7 separate regions of the Mus musculus genome follow, and all the other regions are linked to region 4. The links are chromatin contacts, called in public Hi-C, HiChIP or PLAC-seq and promoter capture Hi-C maps. All regions are on one chromosome and are shown on one strand. The core of a region is the stretch at or near the end of the contact, and the rest is flanking DNA. Distances in the headings are between cores, read along the strand shown. Region 1 has its middle 40 kb from the start of AY702102. Region 2 has its middle 71 kb from the start of 9430093N23Rik. Region 3 holds the start of A630075F10Rik (RIKEN cDNA A630075F10 gene). Region 4 holds the start of Tshz2 (teashirt zinc finger family member 2). Region 5 holds the start of Zfp217 (zinc finger protein 217). Region 6 holds the start of 9430093N23Rik (a long non-coding RNA gene). Region 7 has its middle 23 kb from the start of A630075F10Rik.

What was found. Promoter capture Hi-C pulls out the DNA fragments that hold promoters and counts their contacts. A called contact is a pair of places that touch in the nucleus more often than the background predicts. HiChIP or PLAC-seq counts read pairs in DNA pulled down with a chosen protein or histone mark.
Region 1: a promoter capture Hi-C map of liver shows a contact between it and region 4, with 4 times the contacts expected there. The contact joins the enhancer-like site here to the promoter of Tshz2 in region 4. A contact is called at or near these places in 4 of 39 promoter capture datasets (embryonic stem cells, liver and second pharyngeal arch cranial neural crest), 4 of 115 datasets of contacts at active chromatin or transcription factors (embryonic basal ganglia, embryonic forebrain, embryonic hindbrain and 1 more) and 1 of 9 other capture datasets (adipose tissue).
Region 2: a Hi-C map of the N1E-115 cell line shows a contact between it and region 4, with 6 times the contacts expected there. The contact joins the enhancer-like site here to the promoter of Tshz2 in region 4. A contact is called at or near these places in 15 of 39 promoter capture datasets (the 3T3-L1 cell line, the HPC-7 cell line, cranial neural crest and 8 more), 1 of 484 Hi-C or Micro-C datasets (the N1E-115 cell line), 11 of 115 datasets of contacts at active chromatin or transcription factors (craniofacial prominence, embryonic basal ganglia, embryonic forebrain and 8 more) and 2 of 9 other capture datasets (embryonic stem cells and liver).
Region 3: an H3K4me3 HiChIP or PLAC-seq map of embryonic limb bud shows a contact between it and region 4, with 7 times the contacts expected there. The contact joins the promoter of A630075F10Rik here to the promoter of Tshz2 in region 4. A contact is called at or near these places in 9 of 39 promoter capture datasets (the 3T3-L1 cell line, cranial neural crest, embryonic stem cells and 3 more), 9 of 484 Hi-C or Micro-C datasets (cerebellar granule neurons, cortical neurons, embryonic fibroblasts and 2 more), 10 of 115 datasets of contacts at active chromatin or transcription factors (craniofacial prominence, embryonic basal ganglia, embryonic forebrain and 7 more) and 2 of 9 other capture datasets (adipose tissue and liver).
Region 5: a FOXA1 HiChIP or PLAC-seq map of pancreatic cancer cells shows a contact between it and region 4. The contact joins the promoter of Zfp217 here to the promoter of Tshz2 in region 4. A contact is called at or near these places in 3 of 39 promoter capture datasets (hippocampal neurons and liver), 1 of 115 datasets of contacts at active chromatin or transcription factors (pancreatic cancer cells) and 1 of 9 other capture datasets (adipose tissue).
Region 6: a contact with region 4 is called in a promoter capture Hi-C map of liver, with 5 times the contacts expected there. The contact joins the promoter of 9430093N23Rik here to the promoter of Tshz2 in region 4. A contact is called at or near these places in 7 of 39 promoter capture datasets (embryonic stem cells, frontonasal cranial neural crest, hippocampal neurons and 3 more), 3 of 115 datasets of contacts at active chromatin or transcription factors (craniofacial prominence, forebrain and neural tube) and 2 of 9 other capture datasets (liver and pancreatic islet).
Region 7: a promoter capture Hi-C map of liver shows a contact between it and region 4, with 7 times the contacts expected there. The contact joins the enhancer-like site here to the promoter of Tshz2 in region 4. A contact is called at or near these places in 14 of 39 promoter capture datasets (the 3T3-L1 cell line, the HPC-7 cell line, cranial neural crest and 8 more), 21 of 484 Hi-C or Micro-C datasets (the N1E-115 cell line, adipose-derived mesenchymal stem cells, cardiomyocytes and 12 more), 13 of 115 datasets of contacts at active chromatin or transcription factors (astrocytes, cardiomyocytes, embryonic basal ganglia and 10 more) and 1 of 9 other capture datasets (embryonic stem cells).

What each region holds. Positions count from the first base shown.
Region 1 is chr2:170,000,999-170,004,626 of GRCm38.p6, forward strand. It overlaps a transcript of Tshz2 not described here. Among named protein-coding and RNA genes, the nearest start is that of AY702102, 40 kb to the left of the region's middle. Within about 2 kb of position 1,808, at least 44 of the 459 cell types and tissues checked have an H3K27ac peak or open chromatin away from gene starts, as enhancers often do. A contact at or near this core is called in liver, where this site is marked.
Region 2 is chr2:169,162,357-169,165,935 of GRCm38.p6, forward strand. No RefSeq gene overlaps it. Among named protein-coding and RNA genes, the nearest start is that of 9430093N23Rik, 71 kb to the right of the region's middle. Within about 2 kb of position 2,280, at least 1 of the 459 cell types and tissues checked has an H3K27ac peak or open chromatin away from gene starts, as enhancers often do. A contact at or near this core is called in the N1E-115 cell line, where this site is marked.
Region 3 is chr2:170,068,069-170,072,102 of GRCm38.p6, forward strand. A630075F10Rik (RIKEN cDNA A630075F10 gene) reads right to left here and starts at 2,710. Exons shown (of 3, transcript NR_033634.2): 1 at 2,429-2,710. It also overlaps a transcript of Tshz2 not described here.
Region 4 is chr2:169,630,408-169,633,994 of GRCm38.p6, forward strand. Tshz2 (teashirt zinc finger family member 2) reads left to right here and starts at 2,102. Exons shown (of 2, transcript NM_080455.3): 1 at 2,102-3,372. The coding sequence starts at 3,333. It overlaps Gm34294 (a long non-coding RNA gene), which reads right to left and starts at 71. Exons shown (of 2, transcript XR_003953971.1): 1 at 1-71.
Region 5 is chr2:170,129,453-170,133,465 of GRCm38.p6, forward strand. It overlaps Zfp217 (zinc finger protein 217), which reads right to left and starts at 1,768. Exons shown (of 6, transcript NM_001033299.3): 1 at 1,596-1,768.
Region 6 is chr2:169,233,280-169,236,985 of GRCm38.p6, forward strand. 9430093N23Rik (a long non-coding RNA gene) reads left to right here and starts at 1,559. Exons shown (of 2, transcript XR_001783623.1): 1 at 1,559-1,993.
Region 7 is chr2:170,092,404-170,095,997 of GRCm38.p6, forward strand. No RefSeq gene overlaps it. Among named protein-coding and RNA genes, the nearest start is that of A630075F10Rik, 23 kb to the left of the region's middle. Within about 2 kb of position 2,083, at least 5 of the 459 cell types and tissues checked have an H3K27ac peak or open chromatin away from gene starts, as enhancers often do. A contact at or near this core is called in liver, where this site is marked.

The DNA of each region.
Region 1 (3,628 bases), core at 558-3,057, 370 kb after region 4:
CTCATTTGCTTCAGTGAAACACCATGCCCTACTGGGCATTAGTATATAAAAATACATGAGGTGACATATGTCAGTAATCCTAGCATTTTCGAGGCGAATTCCAGGCCAGGCTGGACCCCACCTCAAAACAGATAAATCAGTAAAACAAATAGTGATAAGGAAAGTTCTGGCTGCAACTATCAAAGCTCAATGGAAAATACACATTAAATGCATATACAACCAACAACAACAACATCAACAACACCAAAACCACTACCACAACCTAGTCCACAGGAGTGACACAGGCATTAAGGGATATATCATAAGGCCAACATCAGAGACCCAGGCAGTCACAGGAGAAAAGCCAGTTACAAAAACATAGAAATACAGGGTGTGGTTGCTAACATCTTTAATCCCAGCACTCAGTAGGTGGAGGCAGAATATTACGTGAGTTCAAAGCCAGCCTAGTCTACATGGACAGCCAAGGACAGCCAAGGCTACACAGAGAAACCCTGTCTCAAAACAAACAAGAAAGCAAACAGAAACACTTCTCTGGAAAATGCCAAGAATAACAGATTTAGATTTAAAGCCATTCCAGGACTGATGGAGCAACCCTTAATCCCAGAACATGGGGAGAAACGCCAGCAGGTCTCTGGGAGTTTGAAGCCAGCTTGGTCTACATAGTGAATTAACTCTAGGACAGCCAGAGCTACATAGAGAGACCCTACCATAAATGGATGGATGGATGGATGAATGGATGGATGGACAGATGAATGGACAGACAGACAGACAAAGTTAGGCTGTGTGAAGGGAAGCTGGAGACTGATGTGGCTCAGGTTACAAGAAGCTGGTTTCCCATACATAAGGCCCTGGGTTCAGTCCCCAATACAGTGCAACAAAAAAAAATTTTTAATTAATTAATTAATTAATTGTGGGTTTACTGTGTGCCCAAGAGAGGCCCGAGGGAAACTGAGCCTAACTCCACGTCACCATGGAGGGCTTCCCAGAGGTGGTGATTCTCTGTAAAGTGAGTGAACTAGGCCAAACAAAACAAAACAAAACAAAACAAAACCAACCACTCGGGGTGTTTGGAGAAGACACTGCGGCACGCTTTACCTTGGGCTGAGAGAGTTGAAGCAGAGATGTAGGTGGAGCGGGGACGTGGATGGTGGCTACACTGCTGGCTGTACTTTATTGGTTTGGCTAATTACTGCTTTCAGCATCTATAAATGTAAGTTTATTTGTGTTTTATTTACTGTGTGTGTGTGTGTGTGTGTGTGTGTGTGTGAATACATGCTTGTGTTTGTGTGCATGTGTGGGTGAATGCATGCAATGCACATAATGGAGGTCAGAGGTCAACATAGGGTGTTTTTTTTTCTCTTTCGTGTCCCAATTTTTTTAAACTTTTTAAAAAGATTTATTTACTTATTTTATGTATATGAGTACGCACTCTAGCTGTACAGATAGTTGTGAGCCTTCATCTGGTTGTTGGGCATTGAATTTAAGCCCTCTGCTTGCTCTGGTCGGCCCCACTCATTCGGTCCCTACGTGCTCAGTCCCTGCTTGCTCTGGCCCAAAGATTTATTTATTATGATAAATAAGTACACTGTAGCTGTCTTCAGATGCACCAGAAGAGGGCGTCAGATCTCATTACGGGTGGTGGTGAGCCACCATGTGGATGCTGGGACTAAAGGAATGTGTCAGCACACCCAGACAACCTTTAATTACTAGACCTGGAAGTTACTGACTTAGCTAGACTGGCTAGCCAGAGTGTACTTGGCATCCTCCAGTCTCAACTTCCTCATGCTGGGATTGCAGGCATTTGCCGTCACGTGGGTGCTGGGGAACTGAATTTGGGTCTCGCGCATGCTCAGCAAACACTTTTAGCTTAGACTGGGTTGACACCAGCAAGGCACATTCATTGTCACAGTTAAGGAGGAGGCTCGACTGGCATCTCAAGCATAAAGCCAGGGCCGAGGCTGAAGCTCTCTCCTGCTAAGAGCCAGCCCTCAGGACGGAATGATCTAGCCTGAGCTGTGAACAGCAGTGACCATGGCTACTTTGTTTCTCACTGTTGCGGTGTCCAGCGAGTAAATGAAAAGGTCGCTCGGACTCCATGTGTCAGTAGGCGGCTGTCTCTGGACAAATGTTTACTTCGAGCTCCGTCCCTTTTGAGCAGGTGGGGGCGGGGGAGAAAGCAGCTTTAGAGAGAAATATTAACCTCGCAAATGTACACATTTTCAATTCCCGTCACAGTGACAGGCTACAACTTGTAATCAGTATAAAATGATTTTCCGGGAGAGTAAATGCTTATTTTCGCTGTCTTGATGCTGAAACTGGATTACTTGGTATTAATCCCAGGGTGACACAGTCACATTTGGAAGCCGTGAGATTTGTTCGGATGTCTTATGGGGCCAGGGGCAGCCTTCATTTCACGTCCTTGATCTTGGAGAATTTGAATAATAGAACAGCTTTTCTGTGTACACAGGGAGTTTCAGGAGGAAGTTATCGACTCAAGATGCATTCTAAGAGCCCCGGAAAAAACGGGCAGTGGCAGAAAGGAGAGGGGTGGGTATCATCATGTGCGCACCCACCCTGAAAACCCAAGCAAGCACCTTAGGCATCAACAGTCTGTTCCTCTGAACAAGAGAGAAAATCGAAAGCCTGCACCCGTTCGCTACAATGTACCTTATAACTCTCTCCCTCGGGTACACACTCCACACACCTCTGCTTGGGATATCTGTCCCGATAAAATTTTGCCAGAATCATCCCTTGTCCCCAGATTTTTAGCTACAGCAGAAGCCGGTGACCTTTTTCTATAAAGGGCCACATGGTAATATCTTCGGCTTTGCCAGCCAATATGGTTTCCATGGTAACTACTAAGCTTCAGCGTAGCAGGAATAGCCATAGACAATAAGTAAATGAGCCAGCAGTGCCGTGCTGCAATAAAACTTTATTTTTTCAAAAAATGGGTGGTGGAGCAGGGCGTGGTGACACACACCTTTAATCCCAGCACTCGGGAGGCAGAGTCAGGTGGATCTAAGTGAGTTCAAGGCCAGCCTGGTCTATGAAACCAGTTGGTTCCAGGGCAGCCAAGACTACCTAGAGAAACCCTGTCTCTGAATGAATGAATGAATTGATTAATGAATTAGTGAAATGATGATTTTAAAAAGTGAGCAGGAGAAGTAGAATGCCCTGGAGACTTCATCACTGTGTTACTGATCAACAGTAATGGGCACACTTAATATTTAATACTATTAAATACAACACTATTAAAATAGCAAGATAAGTATTTTATGGGTTTTTTTATTTATGTGTATAGGTGTTTTATCTTCATGTGTGTCTGTGTACCATGTGCCTGAGGTGTCCATGGAGACCAAGAGTGTGTTGGATCTCCTGGGACTGGAGTTACAGGCGGTTGTGGCTCACCACATAGTTGCTGGCAATTGAACCTGGGTCTTCTGGGAAAGCAGTCAGCGTTCTTAACCACTGAGCCATCCCTCCAGCCTCTAGGTAATTATCAGATTTTATTCAATAGTTTAATATTCCAGAATCTTGTCTTAATACATCTAGAATCACACACACAGATATGTATATATGCATGAAGATGTTCGTTGTAGTACTAAAGATAATTTGACCCTTGGCGTAT
Region 2 (3,579 bases), core at 1,030-3,529, 470 kb before region 4:
GATGAGGCGTGGTGTGCATGTGGGCATGGCGGGATCCAAGCAAGAGCGAGACGTGGTGCAAGAGCTTCATTTCAGGCAAGAAGGAAGTCATGGGAGGAGGTTGAGGGTCAGAGCCACAGGATGCAAGTGTCTATGTTTCATGGTTAAGTTGGAGGTTGGGGGGGGGGAAATAGAGCAAAGGGCAGAAGTGGGAAATCAAGAGTCACTGCTGATTTAGCCTTGTGTCACGGCGGCTGGACAGTGAGGATGGTGAGCAAAGGCTGGAGTTACCATGTATTTCAATATGGAGTCAGCAAACTCAGCTTGGTGTGGTTATGAGATTCAGGAAGAGGACAGTTGCCACACCTGTGACCTGGCTCTCCAAAGGACAATATTAACATATGTTGTGCTGGGCTAAATTAGTGAAAGCAGACTCTATCTATCTATCTATCTATCTATCTATCTATCTATCTATCTATCTATCTATCTATCCATCCATCCATCCATCCATCCATCCATCCATCCATCCATCCATCCATCCATCTATCCATCCATCCATCCATCCATCCATCCATCCATCCATCCATCCATCCATCCATCTATCTATCTATCTATCTATCTATCTATCTATCTATCTATCTCCATCCATCCATCCATCTATCTATCTATCTATCTATCTATCTATCTATCTATCTATCTATCTATCTATCTATCTATGCATATCTATGTATCTATTAGCATTTTATGTGTCTATCACCTATCTATCTATCTATCTATCTATCTATCTATCTATCTATCTATCTATCTATCTATTCATCTATCTATCTATCTATCTATCTATCTATCTATCTATCTATCTATTCATCTATCTGTCTGTCTATATATGTATCTTTCTTTGTATCTATCTATCTATCTATATATATCTTTCTATGTATGTATGTATCAATCTTTCTATGTATTTATGTTTCTGTGTATTTATATATCTTTGTATCTTGTATCTATGTCTGTATCTGTGTATCTATGGTCTATCTATCTATCTATCTATCTATCTAGATACATTTCCACTGCTGCACAGAGTAGGTCTAGTTTTGTAGTTAGACACATTTCCACTGCTGGGGATTTTATCTGGAGATTGGTTTCCTTTTGCATAAAGTGGAGTAAAAGTAGGATAGAGAAACACAGAGACACAAAGACAGCCACGGCAGCAACACAGATGCCTTCTGAGGCGGAACAGAGGAGGAACACACGCGTGAGCTCTGCTGGCCCTGGGACAGGTGGGAATGCTGGGGTGTTTTAGCCAACATGTGTGTGTGTGTGTGTGTGTGTGTGTGTGTGTGTATGTGCAATGCTTTCAAAGGGTCAATTAAAAACAAGACAAAATCCTCATGCTAGTCAGATAAAATTATCAGACGGGCAGATTTCTCCCGACATCTGCCAGGTCAAGGAGCCGGAAGGGAGGCTGGAAGATTGGGGTTTATCAGAGGCACGTTTTGATTCTCTGATTCTTGTTTTACTTAACATGGTTGAGGCAGGACAAGCACCTTCCCTTAGCCCTCCTTTACTAGGTTGTTCTTTGGTGGGGAAAAAAAAAAAGAATCTGTCTACTTGAAACTGGGACAAGAGCTAGCTAGAGGGGATACCTTTATTTCTTTTGCCAAAGATAACTCTGGAGATTAAAAAAGAATTCTCTTCGAGTTTACGAACCCAAGTCCCCACATGGAAAGCCAGCACACTGCAAGCTGCTTCCCTCTGGTGTCAGGTGGAGGCTGAGGAGGGGAGAAGGGAGACATTAGTGTCTGGCCCTCGGGAGCATGGAGGGTATAGCTGAACGGTTCCTAACCTTTCTCTTGCCCTGAGGGCTGTTCTTTAACCTCACGACTCTCCCAAGGCCAAGGCTATTAAATTCTATGCCCCGCAGAGAATGCCAGGGCATCTCCCCCTTCGCGGTATTCAAGAAGTGGGATCAGGTAAGATATGGGTCATTCTTGCCTACAGCTATGCTTTGTTTGCGTGACACAGTAGTTAAAAATTTTCGTAGTTTAAAAATTAACTCCAGGGCTGGAATGATGACTTATTTTGTGTCATGCTTGTCCAACAAGCTTGAGGACCAGAGTTCAAGCCCCTGGACCCACATAACAAAGTCAGGCCTATCTTCACAATGCCCACACTGGGAAGGCAGAGGCAGGACCATCCCGAGGGCTTGCTTGCCAGCCAGCATCTGGTCCACTTGCTCTGAGCCAGTGAGAAATCCTGTTACAAAAAGAAGAAAGACACCTCACAAGGAAGAACATGTGACGTGGTCTTTTGGTCTGCACATGTGTGTACACACGTGCATGCACACAGGATCACGATGTTCACTGTGGGAGCACGTGTACTTGCACACACATGCGCACATATATTGAGACTTGCCAGTTTATTCTATATGCCAGGGCTTAGAAGCCAGGGTATTTGGATATCTACATGAAGAGTAGAATTCATGGCTTCTTCTGGAATCTGAAAGCTGTCATTTTAGAGCCACAGCTGCCCTGCCACAAGTGACTATGGAAAATGTACCCACATTTCTGAAAGCACAGTCACCGTGGCGCCCATCAATCTGCGCCCAGCGCAGTCTGCTTTCCATGGCTTTTCACAGCTGACCCATCGTAGACAGCCAGGAATGGACGCCTGACCTCTGTGTTTATGGTATCGGTGGCTATGACGTAAATTGCTGTAAATGGCTCAGATACCATCTTTAATTTCAACAGCAGCCTGCTCTTTAGTTCCCGACTTTCCCTTTTAAAAGCCAGTATTGCTAATTATCCTGGCGAAGCATTCTCTGCTTTAGACTCGATAAAGTCCCCGCTAATGGATCTGATCTTTGGTAGGTTAATCTAGCAGATACCCTCTCTCTTTCTTTCCCCCTTCTGGTGTTTTCCCTTCCCCAGCATCCTCCCTGCCAACTCATTCAGCATGCGAGGAACCTTCAGGTGTTTCGGAGCCTTGGAGAACCTTCCAGGAAACGCTGCAAGCTTGCCATGTTGTCAGAGGCTAAAAGCACGATGTTCAATCCAAAAGCTTTGTGTAATTTTTTTTTTCAAATTCAACATTCAAGTTAAAAAACTTGGATGCTTCTCTGCCTTACATTTTAATGAGTAGCTTTTTCTAAAAGGCTTAAAAAAATAATTCCACAGGCACAAAAGTTTAAATGCTTTGCCCAATAGCGTGGCGTGCTGAGGGGACATGCTGTTTTTGTGCCATTTGAAAAGCGAAAATACGCAAATGGGGGCTGTTGGGATGGCTCTACGGTTAGGAGAGCTTGCTACTCTTGCGGAGGACTAGGGTTCGATTCTCCGCATCAACACTGGGTGTCTCCACTGCCTGTAACACCAGCTCCAGGGGATCTGACACTTCCTTCGGGCTTCTGTAGGCACCCGCATTCTTGACCATATACCACCACACACACATACATGAGCAAAAGTAATCTTTAAGAAGCCAACAGTACTCAAACAGCAAGCAGGAGCCAAGATTAGACAAAGAAATACTGAATATTATGTTCTCATGTCGTAACCGCATCAATGAAAAAAGCAAAGCAAGCAGCTTCTTATGGATTTCCCCCCATTG
Region 3 (4,034 bases), core at 1,460-3,959, 440 kb after region 4:
GCACCCACAAGGTGGCTCACAGCCATCTGTAACTCCTATTCCAAGGGATCTGACACCCTGCTCTGACCGCTTTGGGCACCAGGCACACACATGATGGATGGACACACATGCAGGCAAATGTTCATACACGTAAGATAAAAACAAATAAATCTTTAAATATGAATGAGGTGCGGTGGTGTACCACTCTGATTCCAACCCTTGGGAGTCAGAGGCAAGTGGATCGCAGTGAGCCCAGCCTGGTGTACAGAGCAAGTTCCAGGACAAGAAGAAGAAGAAAGACCCCTACTATAATAATAATAATAATAATAATAATAAAATAACTCAAACCTGACCATGTAAGTGCACTCGTAGCAAGCTAAAGTAACTGATAATTTACCCACAGTAAATGCAACAGAGAACAAACAAGAATTGCTCGCTAGTTTTTCTCTTTCTCTTCTTCCTGTTTTAGAATTTTGCTATTAATTTATTTGTGTTTGGGGGGTAGGTGCGCATGCCACAGCATGAATGTAGAAGTCAGAGGACAATTCAGAAGAGACGCTCCTCTCCATCCTTCATATAATCTCCTGGTCGCAGAGCTCAGCAGCAAGCATCCGTTCTTGCTGAGCCATCTCACTCACTTTTAGGGTCTTGAGTCAGTCTCGGTACATAACCCAGACTAGCCTTAAACTCACAACTCGGCCGTCCCAGCGCTGAGAACCTCACTCATCAGGCCTGGCCTTCCAATCCCACCGCAACAAAACATTCCCTCCTTCTGACCCAAGAACTAGACATAGGTGGTCAAGCCTCCGAGAACATTCTAACACCCTGAGAGGCTCTAGACATAAAAACAACCACCAGGGTACCGCTGCATAAAACCAGAAACAAAGGTCATGTCCAAGAAGATAGGAAGGGTCTAGGAAACTGCAGCCACGCTGTGCAGCATCAGACACAAAGTCTGGCAGCGTCACCAACGTTTTCCACTGGAAAAGTGAGCCAAGTGGCAGGCTCACAAAAACACATGGAAAAAAGGCTCGCAAAGACACACAGAAAAAAAGGATGTAGAAGAAGGTCCAGCTGACCGTGGATGAGTGTTCTCTCCGCCTGGGAGAACAGAAGTTCCGTTTCTCCAGAAATTCTCTATAGTGAAAAAAAGAGATTACATATTTTTAATTATATTAAAATAAATGTAATATAAAATTTACAATTTTGACCATTTTTAAGCATATGCCTTGGTACTGTTTCATCTATTCACAGTAGTGTATAACCAAAAATGTCGTCTCCAGAGTTTGTCACCTTTCAAAACTGAAAGTTTGTGGCCATTATATGTATGAGGCAGGGGCTGGAGAGATGGCTCAGTAGTGGTCAAGAGCACGGACTGCTCTTCCTGAGGAACTGAGTTCAAATCCCAGCAACCACGTGGTGGCTCACAACCATCTGTGATGGGATCTGATGCCCTCTTCTGGTGTGTCTGAGGAGAGCAACGGTGTACTCACATACATAAAATAAACAAATGTTTGGGAGAAAAAAAACGCATCAGGTAGACACTGTGTCTGCCTTTTTGTGGCTGCCTCTTTTTACCTAGTGTAAGTTCCTCATTGTGCGTTCATGTAGTAGAATAGTCTGACTGCCCTTCCTTTTGAAGGCTGAGTGGGATCTCATTGCATGTGTCTCTGTATCCTACTTATCCAGGCATCCACTGATATGGTACTTCTGCCTTTTAGACATTGTGGATGGATTAATGCTTTGTATGAGCCCGGGTACGTCTCTTCTGTATAGAAATGGTTTTATGACAGGGGCCAGTGAGAGGGCTCAGTAAGCACCAAGTCTCATGACTGAGTTCGAACCCTGGAACTTATACAGCTGTCCTCTGACCTCCACTGTAGGTGGTACCACCCCTGGGAGAGGGGAGGTGGTCCTGAGTTATATAAAGAAGCAGACAGAGCAAGCCACGAGGAAGAAGCCATTACTGGCAGTGTTCCTCCGCAGCCTCTGCTTCAGTTCCTGCCTCCAGGTTCCTGCCTTGAGTTCCTTCCCTGACTTTGCTCAGTGATGGAGTGTAATGTGGAAGTGTAAGCCATGTAAACAAACCCTCCCCTCTCTAAGTTGCTTTCGGTGTTTCATCACAGCAATAGGCAGCAAACAGGGGCAGCCAGCCAGCAAGACACAGTCCATGCTATTCCTCTGGAAATAACCCTGTTTTCTCTCTTCTGACTCCCGCAGGACAATGCCTTAGCCTGGATCTTCCTTCCAGATTGGATCTCCCTCTCTCAGCGCTTCTTCTTCTTTGCTGCATCCTTGCTTCTGACTTTGGACTCAGTGATGACCTCCTCCTGATCCCTGACTCTACGAAGACTGCCAAAAAGAAAAAAAAAAAAAAAAGAAAAGGGGGGAAAAAAAGAAAAGGAAAAGAAAAAAATCCCACCAACCATTTCTCTTCATCCTCACTAACAATTTGGTAATGAAGTATTGATTTCCACTTCTCTCCTTATGGACGATATTAGATTTTCATTGATAAACTGCAAGGGGACTGTCGCATCTCCGAGGGCCTCTTTTCACTGTCCGAAAGAAACAAAGTGCCACTGAAGAAAACTAATGACTGGGAGTGTCGCAGTCCTTCTCTTCTCTGTTTGTAACAGGAAGGGGAGGGGGCCAATCACTCTTCCTAGTTTAATGTCGGAGTGGGCTGCTCTTGGGAGCGAGCTTCTCGCGGTAACAGCCATTTCCTATTTATAACCCCCCTGGGAAAGTTTGTCTAAAGGAAATGTTTCTGTTCAGTGTAACAATTAAGGTTGCACCTGGCTTGCCTAGTCCTGCCCCTGCACCAGGGAGCCATTCATCACAGCAGAGTGGAGGAGTTATAAAGTTAAACCAGAGTTTGAGCCAAGAAAACCTCCCGACCATGTTCATCTTCTGGGAAAGTTGTTGGGATAGGCAGGCTTAACCATGTGGATGCCAAAGGCTTTGTCCTGTGCATGCTCGCTCGGTGAGGTTATACTGGGCAGTCTGTAAGCTTAGTTCCCAGCATGCACACGGTCAGACGACCGTGGCCACAGGGAGGGTGCAGAGCAGAACCTGAGAGACTCTACGAGAGCAAGAAGAGGGAAAGCGGCCAACTTCGCTGGCAGTCTCTTCCTGCAGGACCTGTTGCCTCTCAAACGCAACTTCTCCTCCTAACCAGCAGAATGCATGAAAACAGGGTGTCCGTTTTAAACGCATTCCTGCAACTTTTTTCATTAAAACTTTAAGGGCCCAATTTTAATTTGTGGAATATTCCCGTTAATAATGAGATCTAATTAAGACATCCATTAAAAGCCCGTTAAAGTTAATTTAACGTAAAAATTCCAATAGAACTGTATTAGATTTTCTCCATTAAATTAACGTTATGGATTTTTAACGGATGTCTTAATTACACGTTATTATTAACGGGAATACTGTATTACACAGATTAAAATCAGGTCCTAAGTCAACTTGGAAAAGCTGAGAGCATGTTTTAATATTAAAGTCTCGCAGACCTAGTACACAGTTTGGAAATGCAGGGGAAGATGGGTTTCTTCTAGCTGAGCATTCTCTGTACAATGGAGAGTAACCTATAATAGATAAAGCCATCATTTTATTTAAATAATGAGTCTCTTTATTCTCATAGGACAACAAAGTCTGGATCGTATTGTAAATTGCTACTCATCTATAGGTGAAATATTTAAACTATCTCAGCACAACACTCTGAAACAAACGACCATTTTGCATTATTGCTTTAATTACCAAGGTTATCACAAAAAAAAAAACTGACAAAATGAAGCCAAATATATCCTTTTCACCATTTATCATAGAGGATGTCTGTTGGAAATGTCTTGGAAATTTTGACATGATCCCTAAATTCAACCCTGGGATTTAAAATAAAATTTGAAGGGGAAAAAAAAAACTTATTTACCTCCTAAGGAAAGCGTTACCCTTATGCCACATATAATAGCAAATTGCTTTTTTTTTATGGTATGCATAACCTAGATGGGGAAAAATATGGTGCTTCAGGGAAGGAGGGGAAAGTAAATGAAGTTCCA
Region 4 (3,587 bases), core at 852-3,351:
TTTGATCTTAAAGTCAGCAGCATTAACTTTGTCTGACTCCTGAAGAGAGAGAAGGAGGAGGAGGAGGAGGAGGAGGAGGAGGAGGAGGAGGAGGAGGAGGAGGAGGAGGAGGAGGAGAAGGAGAAGAAGAAGAAGAAGAAGAAGAAGAAGAAGAAGAAGAAGAAGAAGAAGAAGAAGAAGAAGAAGAAGAAGAAGAAGAAGAAGAAGAAGAAGAAGAAGAAGAAGAAGGTGGTCTCTGGGCAGAAGATCTCAGACTGTAAGGAGCAAGTGGTTTGCATGAGATACTGGAGTCCAAGTGCTCAATGTATCAACTCCAGAACAAGGCCCATATGCAGCAAGGTTCCTGTCTAGAAAATCCGAGGTGATCCGTCTCCAAGCAGGGAAAATCTGGGCTCTAGAGGAGACTGGGCAATGTCTGTGAAACGTTCTGTCATCAGAGCAGAGGGAGGGGCCTGGTGTCTAGATGCCTGGATGCTGCCAAGCAAGCACCTTGCATTGTACTGGACCACACTCATCTCCAGTAAGCAGTGTGTGGCCCAAACTGTAAACAGATCTAAGGATGCAAAACCTGCTTCAGAGCACCAAGGTGAGCACACCCTCAAAAAGGCCTCTGTGGGCTTGGAGGGCTACGAACCAGGAGCTTCTACTGTTACACCAAGGGCCACCCTCGCAAGAGTCTCCTTGTCACCCAACTTCCTCCTTCTCCAAGGTTAGAACCTATCTGTGACTTGCCCCAGGCAGCCCCACTTGGTAAACATCCTTCCTTCTTCATACTCCAGATTCATGACAGTCTGTGTCTCAGGCCTATCAGCCCAGCTACTCAGGAGCCTGAGACCAGAAGATCCCAAGTTTGAAGACCTATCTAAGAATGAGTTCAAGGTCAGCCTGAATAACTTAGCAAGACCTCTGTCTCAACATTTAAGAAAAAAATGAAGAGGATCAGAAACATAGTTTAGTGATAGACTGCCTGCCCAGCATGTATGATGCCTTGCCTACCCAGCATGTATGATGCCTTGCCTACCCAGCATGCATTATGCCTTGCCTACCCAGCATGCATTGTGCCTTGCCTGTCCAGCATGTATGATGTCTTGCCTGCCCAGTATGTACGGTGCCCTGAGTTCAATGCCCAGTATCAGGTTCATTAGGCTCCTAGCTCTACCTCCTTCCGCTGCCTTCCCACTTGTCATTGACTTTCTACCCAACTGGAAGGAAGGAAAGCGTCTTCAGGACAGGGTCATCCTGTTCACACGTGCTGAAAGGTACCTACCTCCCCGTGTGCAGTGGTACCCAGGGAGACCGGGTTCAGCTACAATAGACTCTCCAGAATGGACTCCTCTTTCAGCCCCAAAACAACACTCAGTTTTAACCAATCCGGGCCACTCTGAAGTTGTACTCCCAGCATGCCCTGCTTCCTCTTCATTTATTGCACTATTGGGGGTGGAGCTCTATGTTTTCTGTTTGGCACCATTGGGAGATAGAATACGATAAACGAGGGCACAACTCCCTAAGAACTTATACTCTAGTGAGATCTGAGGCAATTACCCAAAGAGCGAGCTGTGCACAGCATCCACCTTCCTTGATGAGCCCAGCGGAGAAAGCAAATAGAGAAAGGTGGACATCAAATTTTCAGCAAGGTAGACCTCTGGGAAGTGACTGAACACCACCAGGGGGCAAGTTGTTTCAGATGTTGTTCCTCTCACCCTTGATAACAGCCACAATCTGGACTTCCCCACTCTCTGTCACTGTGGTGACTGTATAACAGGTGCACCATAGGTGCTCAATAAATATCAGCATTGGAAGGAAACACAATGAAGGTTATGTAATTAGTCTGCCCAGGAAGCAGAAGTTTAAAAAAAAATCCCAATACTCCAAGAAGGTGGAAGTTAAAGCAATGTGAACTTACATAGTGAGAGGAGGTTATTTGCTGGAGAACAGGTTGAGACTGGATATAGTCCCATCCCCCTAATCTGTCTCCCAAGCAAACCTAGATTGTCCCCTTCTAATCTCCAACTCTAACTGTCTCCAACTCTGCCAGAGCCCCGCCCCCTTCCTTCCCACTCCCCCTTTTCTTCCTCTTGGAGGGGCATCTAGACAGGCGGACACTCCACTGCCCCAGTGAGGAGGAGGTGGGTGCCTCCAGGGCTGCAGCCAAGCCGGCTGGGTCCTCTTTCTCCAGCTCCTCTCCCAGGCGGGACACTGTCCCTTTAATAGACTCCCTCTGCCTGGCGCTCTGCGGCTGGGGAGTAAATTTCTCCCTGTCATCAGGTCGCAGGGAGAAGAGGAGGAGTTTGTTAATGTTCAGTTTGTTCAGCCGGGATCGATGTTTGCTGGCATCGCCTCGCCCTGTCTTGTGTGTGTGTGAGTGTGTGTGTGTGTGTGTGTGTGTGTGTGTGTGTGTGTGTGTGTGTGTGTAAGAGAGAGCATATGTGGGGAGTGTGAGTGTAAGTGTGTGTGTGTGTGTGTGTGTGTGTGTAAGCGAGAGTGCTTGTGTGTGAGAGCGAGCGTGCGTGTGCGTATGTGTGGTGTGTGTGTGTGTGTGTGTGTGTGTGTGTGTGTGTGTGTGTGTGTGTGTGTGAGTGAATTCCAGATTTTCTGTCTTTCCCAAACCCGCTCCTGTCCTCTCGCATATCACTCACAGACGGGGATCTGACAGCAACAACAAACCTACAGTGAGTGATCTCTCCCCAGCGCGAATCCGCCATCAAGATCAGGGAAGAGGAGGAGGAGGAAGAAGAGGAAGAGGAGGAGGAAGAGGAGGAGGAGGAGGAGGAGAAGGAGGAGAAGGAGAAGGAGGAGAAGGAGGAGGTGGTAAAGGAAGAGGAGGTGGAGGAAGAGGAGGAAGAAGAGGAGGAGGGAAAGAGAAGGAAGAAGAAAAAGAAGAAATCCACTGTCTTCCCGGGATTGTTTCCCCCCTTATCTTTAAGCGCGAGTGTGCGCGTGGCGCGTGTGCGCCCCTCATCCCTGCCATCTGAACCCCGTCTTGGATGTTTAATAAAGAAATCAAGTGTCTCACCAGTCACCAAAAAAACAGCAAAAAGCAAAACCAAAAAAAGAAAAAAATCCAAAAGCAAAACAAAAAGAGAGGGGGAAAAAAAACCAAACAAACAAACAAGGCAGAACCAACCTCCACTTGCAAGCAGCAGGCGCGAGCCACATATCTGCCACCCAGAGAGGGGGTCTCCGGCCCCGCGCTGGAGCGCTGGCAGGGGGATCTTCAGGGGGACAGAGGCCGAGTGACGTCCTAGGAGCCACAGAAAGACGAGCGAGACTGCGGCCCCCGCGCGCGGCTCGGGGCTGGGGCGCCAGAAGTGAGACTGGAGCTAAGTAGAGCGATGCCAAGGAGGAAACAGCAGGCACCCAAGCGGGCGGCAGGTAAGAGATGGCTCCGCTCCGGGTGCCCGGCCCCTGAGCCCGGCGCACAGCGGCTCGCCCGCCCGCCCTCCTGGCCTGGGGCTGGCGGGGACGCCACCCCCTGGCGCTTTCAAGAGGGTTAGCGTGCGGGTGCCCTCTTCATCACCCCAGAATGATTTCCCCAATCTTTCCCTCTCCAGGCTCCCTCTGGGTGGTGGTGGCAGGGAAGCGTCCCA
Region 5 (4,013 bases), core at 518-3,017, 500 kb after region 4:
GAGCCAAAATATGGAAGTTCCCAGGGATGACTAATGCTAACTATCCACAACTCAGTCTTCAGAGGTCACTGCCTCTTGGATTTTATACTTACATAACTGGAAAGCTGGCAGCATGGTGGAGGGACTCAATCAAATCAGGATTCAAAATTAAAACCAAAATAACCAGATAGCCTAAATATACCACCAGGCTCCACAGGTTTGAAAAAACAGTATCTAAAATAAATACGACTTCTCCAGCAGGAGGGGGAAAAGTCATCTACCAGTAAGGACACACCTTAAAAGTTCTCAGCACAGTAACTAAGCACCAACTAGTGGTCTGATAGATACACTCCCCAGACAGAAAGCAGTAAGGTTAGTTCTCTGCACTTGTCACTACAAAAAAAAAAAAAAAATTTTTTTTTTGAAACTAGACCTGTTACTAATCCTTCTCGAAACAAAAACTTAACATCTGATATCCAATTTGGTACCAAGGTGGTCGATTTACTCTGGGAAAAGTAGTCAAGAAGGCTGTGGACGTTTTTCTCTTACAAAGAGAGGTGAAAGGCCCCCTGAGGCCCCTACCTAGTTGCCAGGCATGGCCAGCAGCTGTGGCTACCCTGCCTCCTCTTTTGTTGGCCTTAATCTCATGTCAAGTTATTCAACCACCTCAAAAGGGATGAAGACATAATTGAATCAACCTGAACTAAATCAGACCTAGGCCTCTTAAAACATACAACTTAATGGCTCCAACCCATCCCAAACCAGGAAACTGGCCACGGGATCCTGGGGTACACATGGTGCCCTACAGCCCTGGACCCCAAGCTGGTGCCCCTTAATCAACGCATGCTCAGGAATGCCTGTTTCTCAGAGAAAGAAACTAAGGCTCACAGGACACAGCCCTTAAGGTTGGGAACGACCACCCCGAGCCCCCGACCCAAACAATAAAAAGTTTAAAAGTTTCTACTACTGTGTGAGTGCGGACCGGCCCCCACTGGGGGTCCCAGAAGTGGGCCCCCGGGACTTCGGCTCACTTCAGGAAGCAAACCTTTCGGGAAAAATCCCCGCCCGCTGTCCCCACCCCCACCCTCCCCGCCCAAGAATGCGCTTCCCGTGCGCCGAGGGTCTGAGGCGGGGGCGCCCTTCACTGCGCGCCCGCTCGCGTTGAGGCTAAACTGAGGCGCACGGGGCGGCGCCCTCGGATGTGCGGTGCCGCCTCCCGCCAACCCGCACGAACTTCCCACGGGAGTTTGCGGGACGTTCTAAGTTTGGGAGTGAAACCGAACACCTTCCTTGGTTGGCAGGACGCAGCTCCCGCAGGGGCCCGGACCCCCGACGGCCACGCCGCGCCGGGCAGGCCATTGTCTCGGCCGTCCCTCCCAGCCCCACGCGCGGCCGCAGCCGTGGGGACGCGGCCCCGGCGCCCCTTTACCTGCGGCCGTCCGGCTGCACCGCCCAGCCGCGGGGCTGAAGGAGCGGCAGAGGCGGCGCGGCCTTTGTGCGTCTGCCGCTAGCCCCGACGGCGCGGGGACCGGGACGGGGCCGCGCCATGCCCGCCTCCCACGGCCGCGGGCGCCGGGACCCCCACCCCCACAGAGGCTCCGGGGGGCCGGGCTCACCTCCGGCGCGGGGCGAGGGAGCGGCGCGGGCGCCCCCTACTCGTCCGCGCGGGGACAGTGCAGGCGCGGGGTCCCTGCGCGGGCGGGCGGGCGGCCGGCGTCCGGCGGGGGGACTGTTGGGGCAGAAAGTGCTCGCAGCAGCTGTTGCGCCCTCCCCCCCGGCCGCGCCGCCTGACGCCCCGCCCCCGGCCACGCCCCCTCTGTGACCGCGCGTGTGCGCAAGCGCGTCCCCGACCCGCCCACCGCTGCGGGCCACGCCCCCCTCGGACCCCCCGAGGCGCGAGCCCCGCGGAGCGGCGCGCGCACCCCACTCCCACCCCGTGGGCTCCCGCGCACGCGCGCCCCGCGCCGTGTCCCGCCATCCGGCCTAACGTGGCGCGCTCGCGCCCGGGCGGTTCCAGTGACAGGTATTCTGGGGATGGAGGGGGGGGCTGCAAACGCAGCACGCAGGCGCACAGCCAGTCCTCCCTCGCCGCCTCCCCCTCCCTTGCAAGGTGCGCCCCGGGAGGGGAGGGAAGAGGAGGGGAGGGGCCGGTTGCCCAACTCCCCGGTCGCCCAGAATCACGAACAACAACAATAATAATAATAAAAATTTAAAAATAAACCAACCTTGCCACTGGCTTCGGGAGCTCACAGGATAGCGGTGTTCTGAGGTGTTGTGAAGGTTAACACTTTCAGAGAGTCAATGTGAGGAAGGTCCGAGACCTAAAAAGAATAAATTTTCTCTTAAATTGTTATCTTCAAAAAGCCTTTTTATTTCTTCCTTAACACCCTGGGCTTGTGTTTCTATTATAGTTTCATATCTGAATTTGGACTTGGTACCTAATAAATCTTAGTTTGCAGAGAAATTCATTTGAGTGAAACTAGGCTTAAAAGTGTGCTCAAAAACAAAAACCACACACTTCTTTATGCCCATCTCACTTAAAGCGTTTCCCTTCTGTTTTGTTCCTGACTCGTATTAAAGATGAAAGAAGATAAGACAGGAAAAGGTTTGACTCCAAAGGCCTGGGACTGATGTCCCGTTTTAAGCAAGCCCCAGGGAGGAACTATGGCGGCCACAATCACATCCAATAATTTTTCTGCTCCAAAATGCAAATGAACTCAAATGTAAAATAGATTTATTGCTTAACACCGAACAGTCAACTTGTTTGTTTCTTTTTCAAGCTGGCCCTCGGTGTATCAAAAAGTGGGAAAACATCAAGAAAAGCATACATACCCATTTCCTAAATCAAAAAGAAGCGTGGGGGTTGGGGGGGAACGGGACAAAAAAGAACCGACCGGAACTGGTAAGCAACGCAGTCCTTAATAAATAGGAAGAAGAATTCAAGAAGACAGCTTAGCAAGGGGCAAGAACCTGCCTTGTAGAATGTTTTTGCTGTCATTTTACATAGAACTACCAACCCACATATGGTCTCGTTAGTCTTTTTTTTCAAAGGAAGTGAATCAATTACTTACTCACAATTAATTAGCATCGCTGGAAGTAGATCCTTAAGCCAGCCCTGATTCTCATCCAAGCCCAGAAGATATTGATCATTTTTAGTACTAGGGTTCCTTTTCTCACCACAGATTAATATCTTTCTCTAAAGTATTATATTTACCCTATAAATATCATAAACTATAATATTTATAAGGTTAAAGCCTTATAAATATTCACGATCAAAACGCAACAGCTCAGCAAGCATTCATAAGCAGAAGACTTCATTTAACTTTGACCCCCCCAAATTAAAAAAAAAAAAAAAAAACGAGGGAGGGGAGCTTTGCTATAAAACAAAGAAAACTATGACCAAGTAAAGTGGATAGAGGTTGAGCTTCAGTCCCCATGTTAATGGATAACCTTTGCACTCTGAAGCCTTGAATACTGTAAACACAATAGCTGATAGTTAAAAACCCTAGTGTGGAGATGGGACAGAAAGGAAAGTCCAAACGTCTCAGCAGCAACAGGGAAACAATCAAATATTTTGACAAACAATCATTTGGCTAAGAACAATGAGACTCGGGCTCTCAGACCTTGTAGCTACTGAGTTATTTTCAGAGTAAAGGAAGAAAGGGAGGGGGGGGGCGGTTCTCCATGCCCTCACAAAGCCATACTCTGTTAAGCCATTTTGGCATCAGATGGTCTGTTACTGTTTCTCATCCCTCTCCTCCCACCACCACAAATAAGGGGGAGGGGGACTTACTATGTTGTAGCTCTTAAAATTGAAAGGGATTTGCCTTCCCTGATCTATCTGCTAAGAGGTTTGTATGAGATCCTGATGTCTGAGCAAAGAATTACAAAGAACCTTCCCTCCTGGAGACGTGCCAACAAAACTGGGAAATCGTTGCAAAATTCTGCCAGTGACGGCTGAGCTTGCAAACACATACCGTGTTTTCCAAGGGACATGGAGAGATCGGAATTCCTGCCTTAGAATGCGGAGGCTC
Region 6 (3,706 bases), core at 309-2,808, 400 kb before region 4:
AGCTTTCTAGGTTGGAGCTTTTCAGGGTAAGGATTGGTGGGATTTCAAGTCCTGCTCTTGGGGGAGCTCAGGGATTGGTGGGTTTTCCTGTTAAGGGAATTGGTGGGTTTTCATGCTCAGGGATTGGTGGGTTTTGTTCAGACTTTTCACCTAAAATTAGCATAGTCTGGGGATGGTCCTGTTGAGGGGCTGGAGATGACTTTGTGAGGGTTACAGAGGCTGGAAACACCGTTATGACTGTTAGGGAGGTCTGGGGGAGGGGGCTGGCTGCAGGAGCTCCTCAAGGGAGGGCCCGGCCACTTTTGTGCCTCGAGAGCTTACAAAGTTTACAAAGGGAGTCCACAGCAGGGAAAGCCTGGACTCTCGAGTGGCGTGAATAGCCACCTATGTGTTCAGCGAGTGGCACCTGTGCTTGTGATTATAGTATAGACCGGTGGCAGAAAGGTAGGGCATGAAGCCCCTCCCTGTAGACAAGCGCTGTCTTCCTAAACTGGAAACAAAGTAGAGGGAGGGTCTGAGAACATTCCTGCAGTGTCAACAAATGAGGTGGAAGGTCCAGGGTGTGGAGAGGCGAATCCAGGAATGGCTGCTCCCCGTCCCCAAAGAACTCCTATATAAACACTGCCCTTGTCCAATTCATACCAGGGAGTAGCACTATCAGGTATGGTCCTGTTAGAGGAGGTGTGTCGCTGTGGAGGCAGACCTTTGAGGTCATATGCTCAAGGTATGCTGGTGTGGCAGACAGTCTCCATCTGCTTCCTGCAGGTCAAGACACTGAACTCTCGGCTCCGCCAGAACCAAGTCTGCCTGCATACTGCCGTGCTTCCCCCATGATGGTCATGGACTAAACCTCTGAAGTTGTGAGCCAGTCCCCAATGAAAGATTTTCCTTTATAAGAGTAGTCTTGGTCATGGTGTCTCATCACAGCAATGGAAACCCTGACTAACACAGATGCTTTCTGTTTCCCCATGAAGTGACACGGCGCAGAGTGACATTAATAGAATAAATATGGTAGAACTGGGAGAAGTAGCCCTCATCCCTGACACTCACTGAGGATGGTCCACGGGCGACCCTTCTATATATTCACATGCTCTTGTGGGCAGATGAGAGTGGTGAGGTGAGAGGGGCATAGCCAGACGGAACACTTGTTTCTTCTGGGATATTGTCTCTCCGGTTCTGGCTGGTTGTTGCTGGATCAGCTAGAGAATACTAGCTGCCTTTGTGAGGAACTGCAAGAGATCGAGGAGAAAGCCTTGCCTAGTCGAACCATCTCATCTCCAGGAGGGTTGGGCGCTTACCCAAGTGGAATCCTGGGTAATCTGTTCTCTGGAAGCCCTGCCAGATCTAAAGCTTTATAGTTTTAGGGAAGCTTCATTTTTTGTTTGACTTTTTAGCCTATAATTCTGGGGTGGGGGAAGTAGTTTGTAAAACTCAAATAGATTTTGGCATGAACTTAGCTGAAATTGACTGCCTTCTGTCATGAGTTAATATTAAACAGAGCTTGTCGGTGCCTAAATATTTGTCTTAGGAATACCCACAGACTCCATTTTCATCTGGGCTGAGCTGTAATCTTTGGTCTAATGGCTGCAGGATATAGCACTGGATAAATCATGCTTTCTCCATCAGAAGGATGCCAGGGTGGTTGTCTACAGATGGGAGGATGTGTCGATGGACGCCCGAGTTTTGGCTTGCATCTACTGCAAACAGAGGAACGCCTCTGCAGTGAGCCCATTTGATGGTTAAGCAGTCGCCACCCTAGACAGCTTGATGCTGCTGTGCTCAATCAGGTTCTAAAGATTTCAGATGCTTGCTGTTAATGAACCATTTGCTTAATTGATGGGGCAGGAGGAAAAGGGTTTGCGGAATTGGAGCAGAAACCTGGACAGACTATCGCTCCTAGAGACAACCATCTTCAAGGGCAGGCTGCGGAGACCTTAAAGCAATGAGGGCGTTTCCTGCTCCCCAGTCCTTGCCACCCCTCAGCCTGAGTAACGTGAGTGTTAATGAATGTCTAAGAAAAAAATAGAAGAGGAAAGAAAAACAGTTGGTTTTATAGTTGTTCAGTTTGGGCCCAGTCTCTGAAGATGAAGGTTTCATTGGTACCTTGGTGACACTCTTTTTCAGAGTGTGTCTTACTTCATCTCTCTCTGGGCTCCCCTCCTGAGCTCTTGCGTTTTATTAATTATGGAATTCACCGGCCATCTTAGAAAAATGATTAATGGTACTTCAGAAACATAGAAGTAAATAAGCCAGGTTTCAATATACGATCGTGTAGGCCTGATAGAAACCCCAGGGCGGCCATCTTTTAAGAGGTCTGTGTGAGGAGTTTAACACCAGCCCGTTGCTGCAGTACTTAAAGTCTGGTGGCACTGTGAGTTATCGCCCTGCTGCGGATGGGGTTTTCAATGAATTTGTAATTTGAAAAGTTAAATTAATCCTGAAATATATTATTTGCTGTCTGTTTTTCCACTCAGGAAAGAGATCCCCATGTAAACAGAGCCTCCCTCTCTGGCTGCTGTGAGTGTGAGCTGGCCACAGATACTTGCCGAATTTACAGTGGCTGTTATTTTTCAGAGCACAGACAATCAATTTTTTTTTTATTATTAGGTTTTTTTTTTTTTTTTTTTTTTTTGGAAAAGAGATACCACCACTGTGAAAAAAATATTTTCCAGGAGATTTCTGGTACTTTCATCATGGTTTATGTTGTCCTGAGATGTTCTGCTGAGGACATACTTGCTGCACCCATTGTTGGTCTCCTTACTAGATTGTAAGCTTTGTGAGGCTGGGGATTGCCTTTTAGTTCAGGATACTTTTCCTGCACTGGCCACAGGAATCCTGACATGCAGCAGGTATCCCGTATATGCTGATTGAGGCATACAGAAATATGTATTTATTTTAAAAAGGAAATGACTTTGGAGATCTTTACTGTCATGGGGGGAAATATTAACAGACTCAGGTTTGCCTTTACTGCCCTGTGAAGAACCTCATTCATTTATTCAAACAGTTTTTACTGCGGACCTGCTCTGTGCCACACCCTGTTCTAAGCACCGCAGTCAGTAATTACTAACGCCGAATGCCCTAGCTTCTCTCACTACCCTTCCTGTGAGGTAATTTAACACGTGTGTGCATGTGTGAGTGCTTGTGTGGTATTGATGTTCATGCGTGTGTGCAAGTGCACATGAATGTAGAGGTCAGAGGTCAACCTGAGGTCAGAGGTCATTTTTTTTCTCACATACCATCCATCCATCCTAGTTATTTCTGTTTGCAGCAGGTTTCTCACTGGCCCGGGGGCTCACCCAGTAGACCAGGCTAGCTGATGCGCATCTGAAATCCTCTTCTCTGCTTCCCCGGTGCAGAGATGACAACCGAGGGCCATTGGCCATGGCCAGCTTTTGGAAGCAGGAGCTCTGAAGACCAAACTCAGGTGTTTGTCCTTTCTGCCTGTGCTGACGTCTCTTTTCAAAAACACTAATGATAATAAAAAAAAATTGATTGAGCTCTGAAAAATAACAGCCACTGTAAATTCGGGGGACAGCTCTTTCTGTTCCCTTATAGGGACAGTTTAATTAAGAGTCTTTTTCTATTTTGAGGAAAAAAAATATGGCACCCCGAAATTTAGGAGACAAAAATTCCACTCAGCTTGGGGAGACTGAGGTAGGGCTCCCTGAGGAAGTGGCGTTGCATCTGAAACCTCAGGGTATGTCAG
Region 7 (3,594 bases), core at 833-3,332, 460 kb after region 4:
CACACACACACACAAATAATTGAACGGACTCAGAGAGCCAGGAAGAAAGGTACTGGGGACCCAACAGCATATAGACTAGACAACAACCTTGCCTTGTTAAAGTTGTTCGTAGCCAGGCAGTGGTAGTGCACACCTTGAATTCTAGCACTCAGGAGGCAAGGGCAGGTGGATCTCTGTGAATTCAAGGCTAGCCTGGTCTACAGATTGAGTTTCAGGACAGCCAGAGCTACATGGAGAAGCCCTGTCTTAAAGAAAGAAGGAGGGGGGAAGAGAAGGGAAGAAAGGAAGGAAGAAGAAACAAACAAAGAAAGAGATTTGTTTGTACTTGCTAGGTTTATGACACAAGCTAGTCATCTGAGAGGAGAGACCCCCCCCCCAAAAAAAAAGCCACCTCTGTAAGATTGGGTTGCAGGTAAGCCTGTAGGGTATTTTCTTAGCTAGTTACTGGTGTGGAAAAGCCCAGGCCATTAGGGGTGGTGCCACCCTGGTTTGGTGGTGTGGGTTCTATAAGAAAGCTGTCTGAGCAAGCCACAGGAAGCAAGCCAGTCGGCAGCGCCCCTCCGTGCTCCTGCCTCCAGATTCTCACCCTGCTTGAGTTCCTGTCCTGACTTCTTCTGTGATGAACTGTTAAATGGAAATGTAAGCCAAATAAACCCTTTCCTCCCCAAGATGTATTTGGGCATTGTGTTCCATCACAGCAATAATAACCCTAAGACACTGACGTTCCGAAAATAAGAAAGGACATAAATTTGTAAATTAAATAAACACTGAAGACTGTCCCGGAGCACAAAAAGCTTCACCAAGAAGTGGCATCTGACCAAAGATCCAAGAAGTGGAGGGAGAGGACAGATCTGAAGAAGAGTAACTACAATGGGGCAGACATTCTCTGCTTTATGATGCTCTCTCTCTCTCTCTCTCTCTCTCTCTTTCTCTGTGTGTGTGTGGGTGTGGGTGTGTGTGTGTGCACATGTGCATAAAGGTGTGCATGCACATGTGTGTACTTGCATGTGAAGGCCAAAGTGTTTTCTTCAATCTCTAGTCACCATTTATTCTTTGAGAGGAGGTCTCCTACCAAACCCAGAGCTTTGTCTATTTAGTTAGATTGGCTATCCAGGTCTGGGTCTCTCTCTCTCTCTCTCTCTCTCTCTCTCTCTCTCTCTCTCTCTGCCTCCCCAAGGCTAAAATGCAAACATGTGTCACCACAGTCCATTTGTCCATGGGTGCTGGGAATCTGAACTCAGGTCTTCATGCTTACCTAGCAAACACTGCCAATGACACCACCTCCCAACCTCACCCCTGTCAATGTTTTTAAAAGGATGCTGCCAGATGCTGCACTTGGAACTGACTCTCAGGAGAGCCACTAAGGAAGGAAGATTGGGTAGAGACCTGATATAACATCCTGAGTAAAGGATACTGGGTGGACCAGGATGGTGGTGGCAACTAAAAATATAGGAAGACGCGATTGAATTTTAAATACACTTTTAAATTAGAACCATGGCAATTGAGTTTATGACATATTTTGTGTTGTGAAAGCAAGATAGGCTCTGAGAATGATTTCAAGGTCTTAGCCTGAGATTAAAAATATTAAAAGACTGATACGGTTGTTTCCTGAACAGGGAGGGTTTTGTTTGCAAAGTGAAGATTAGAAATTCAGCTTTGACATGTCCCATTGAAAATGTTGTATTAATTAATGCTACATAATAGAGTTCCCCAAAACTCAGCACATAAAATGATAACTCTTTATTACTTCCCTACTAATATGAGTCAGGAAATCAGAGGTAGTTCTCCCGAGGGTCCCTCAGGAGGCAGAATCTCCAGGTCCTATGACGTAGCATCATCTGAAGGCGCCACTATGGGTCAAAGAACAACTTCCAAAGTGGTGCCCAATCCCCTTCCAAAATGGCACCCATACAACCACTAGCGGGAACTTCAGTTCCTCGCTGCTCCCGAGTCACCCATAGGTCAAGGCAAGAACTGCAGAATCTCAGTGGCTAGTCTCCGAAACCGGCTCTGTCCGGCCAGGTCCAGTCGGGTCCAGTCTGGTCTGCATTGTGTCACGCACTGCACTGTGTCACCGTGTCCCGTCCAGAAGATTGCGCTCCACTCTCTACAGAATCTGGAAACATCTTTAACACCGTCCCGGCTGCTAGGAAGGCGTGTGGCTGGGGGGAGGAGTTCCCCCCCCCCCCCCCGCTTAGGTCCCTGTGTGTGAACACGTGGTCCCTAACGCATCGATGTTCGGGGTGTGGCACACAGCGGAGATGGGGCCTCGCGGGTCAGAGGCGATTGCTGAGGAGCTGCTGCCCCGTCCCACTCCCTGCTCCAGCTCTGCTTCCTGATGCCGAGAAGCAGCAAGTGGCTTCACGCTTCTGCCACCACGGCCAAAGCCATTCTTCCCACTGTGACGCACCGTTCCCTCAGGGCGCAGAAATAAAACCCTTCCTTCCTTAAGTGGTTTGAATCTGGTATTTTGTTAAAATAATCAAAAGGGCAGCCATGCTAGGGGAGACGGCGAGCTGCCAAGGCTGGGGTCTACACAGTGGGGAGGCGACCTGGGGCTACACAGTGAGACCCTGCCTCTAGAAAAACACATGGGGTAGGGATGGCAGGCTGAGCGCCAGCATCGATCTGTACTTCATGGGTGTTGATCCAGTGTGGCCAGCTCCCACCAGCTCCCGCCAGCTCCAGCATGTGATGCCATGGACTTTAACACGGAACTGTGAGCCAAGATAAACTCTTTCTCCCTTCGGTTGCTTTGGTGAGGGCATTGCATCACATAAATAGTACAGACACTAAAGCAGAAAGCAGATACGGAATATATACATATAATGCACATACATATATATCACACACACACACACACACACACACACACACACACATTAATAGAGGGTCTCACTATGCAAGCCCTGACTTCTGACTAGCTGAAACTCACAATGTGTTCAGGCTGGGCTCTAACTTGTGGCAATCCTCCTGCCTCCACCTCCTGACTCTGCTGAGCATGAATTCACAGAGATCCACCTGCCTCTGCCTCCCAAGCACTGGGACTAAAGGTGTGCACCGCCGCTTCCTGGCACACAAATACATTTTTCTCAGGGTCTTATACATGGCTTTCTAAGCTTCATACTCAGCCCATCGCTCTGGATTGATCAGCCTGAAGCTTACTCTTAGGGGAAGGGTATGAGGAAGTATTTGTACATCTGTCTCTCATCTCTGAGACAGCAGAAACGTTTGCCAAAGCCCGGATCCAGAGCCAGGCACAGGGCAAAGACTTGTAAATCCAGTACTTAGACGTTAAGAGATGAAAATCGAGATCTAGGCCAGCCAGGCGACACAGAGCATGCAAGACCAGTCTGGACTGCACAGAGAAACACTCACTCCATAACAGCCAAGAGAGATGGCCGGTGTCTTTAATCCCAGCACTTGAGAGGCAGAAGCAAGCAGCCCTCTAGGAGCTCAAGGCTTGCCTGGTCTACATAGCAAGTTCCAGGTCAGCCAGGGTGATACAGTAAGGCCCTGTCTCAAGTACTCAGATACATAAGTAAGTTCTGACTTCAAAATGAAGAGACTGGGCAGTCTCTGATAGTAGATTCA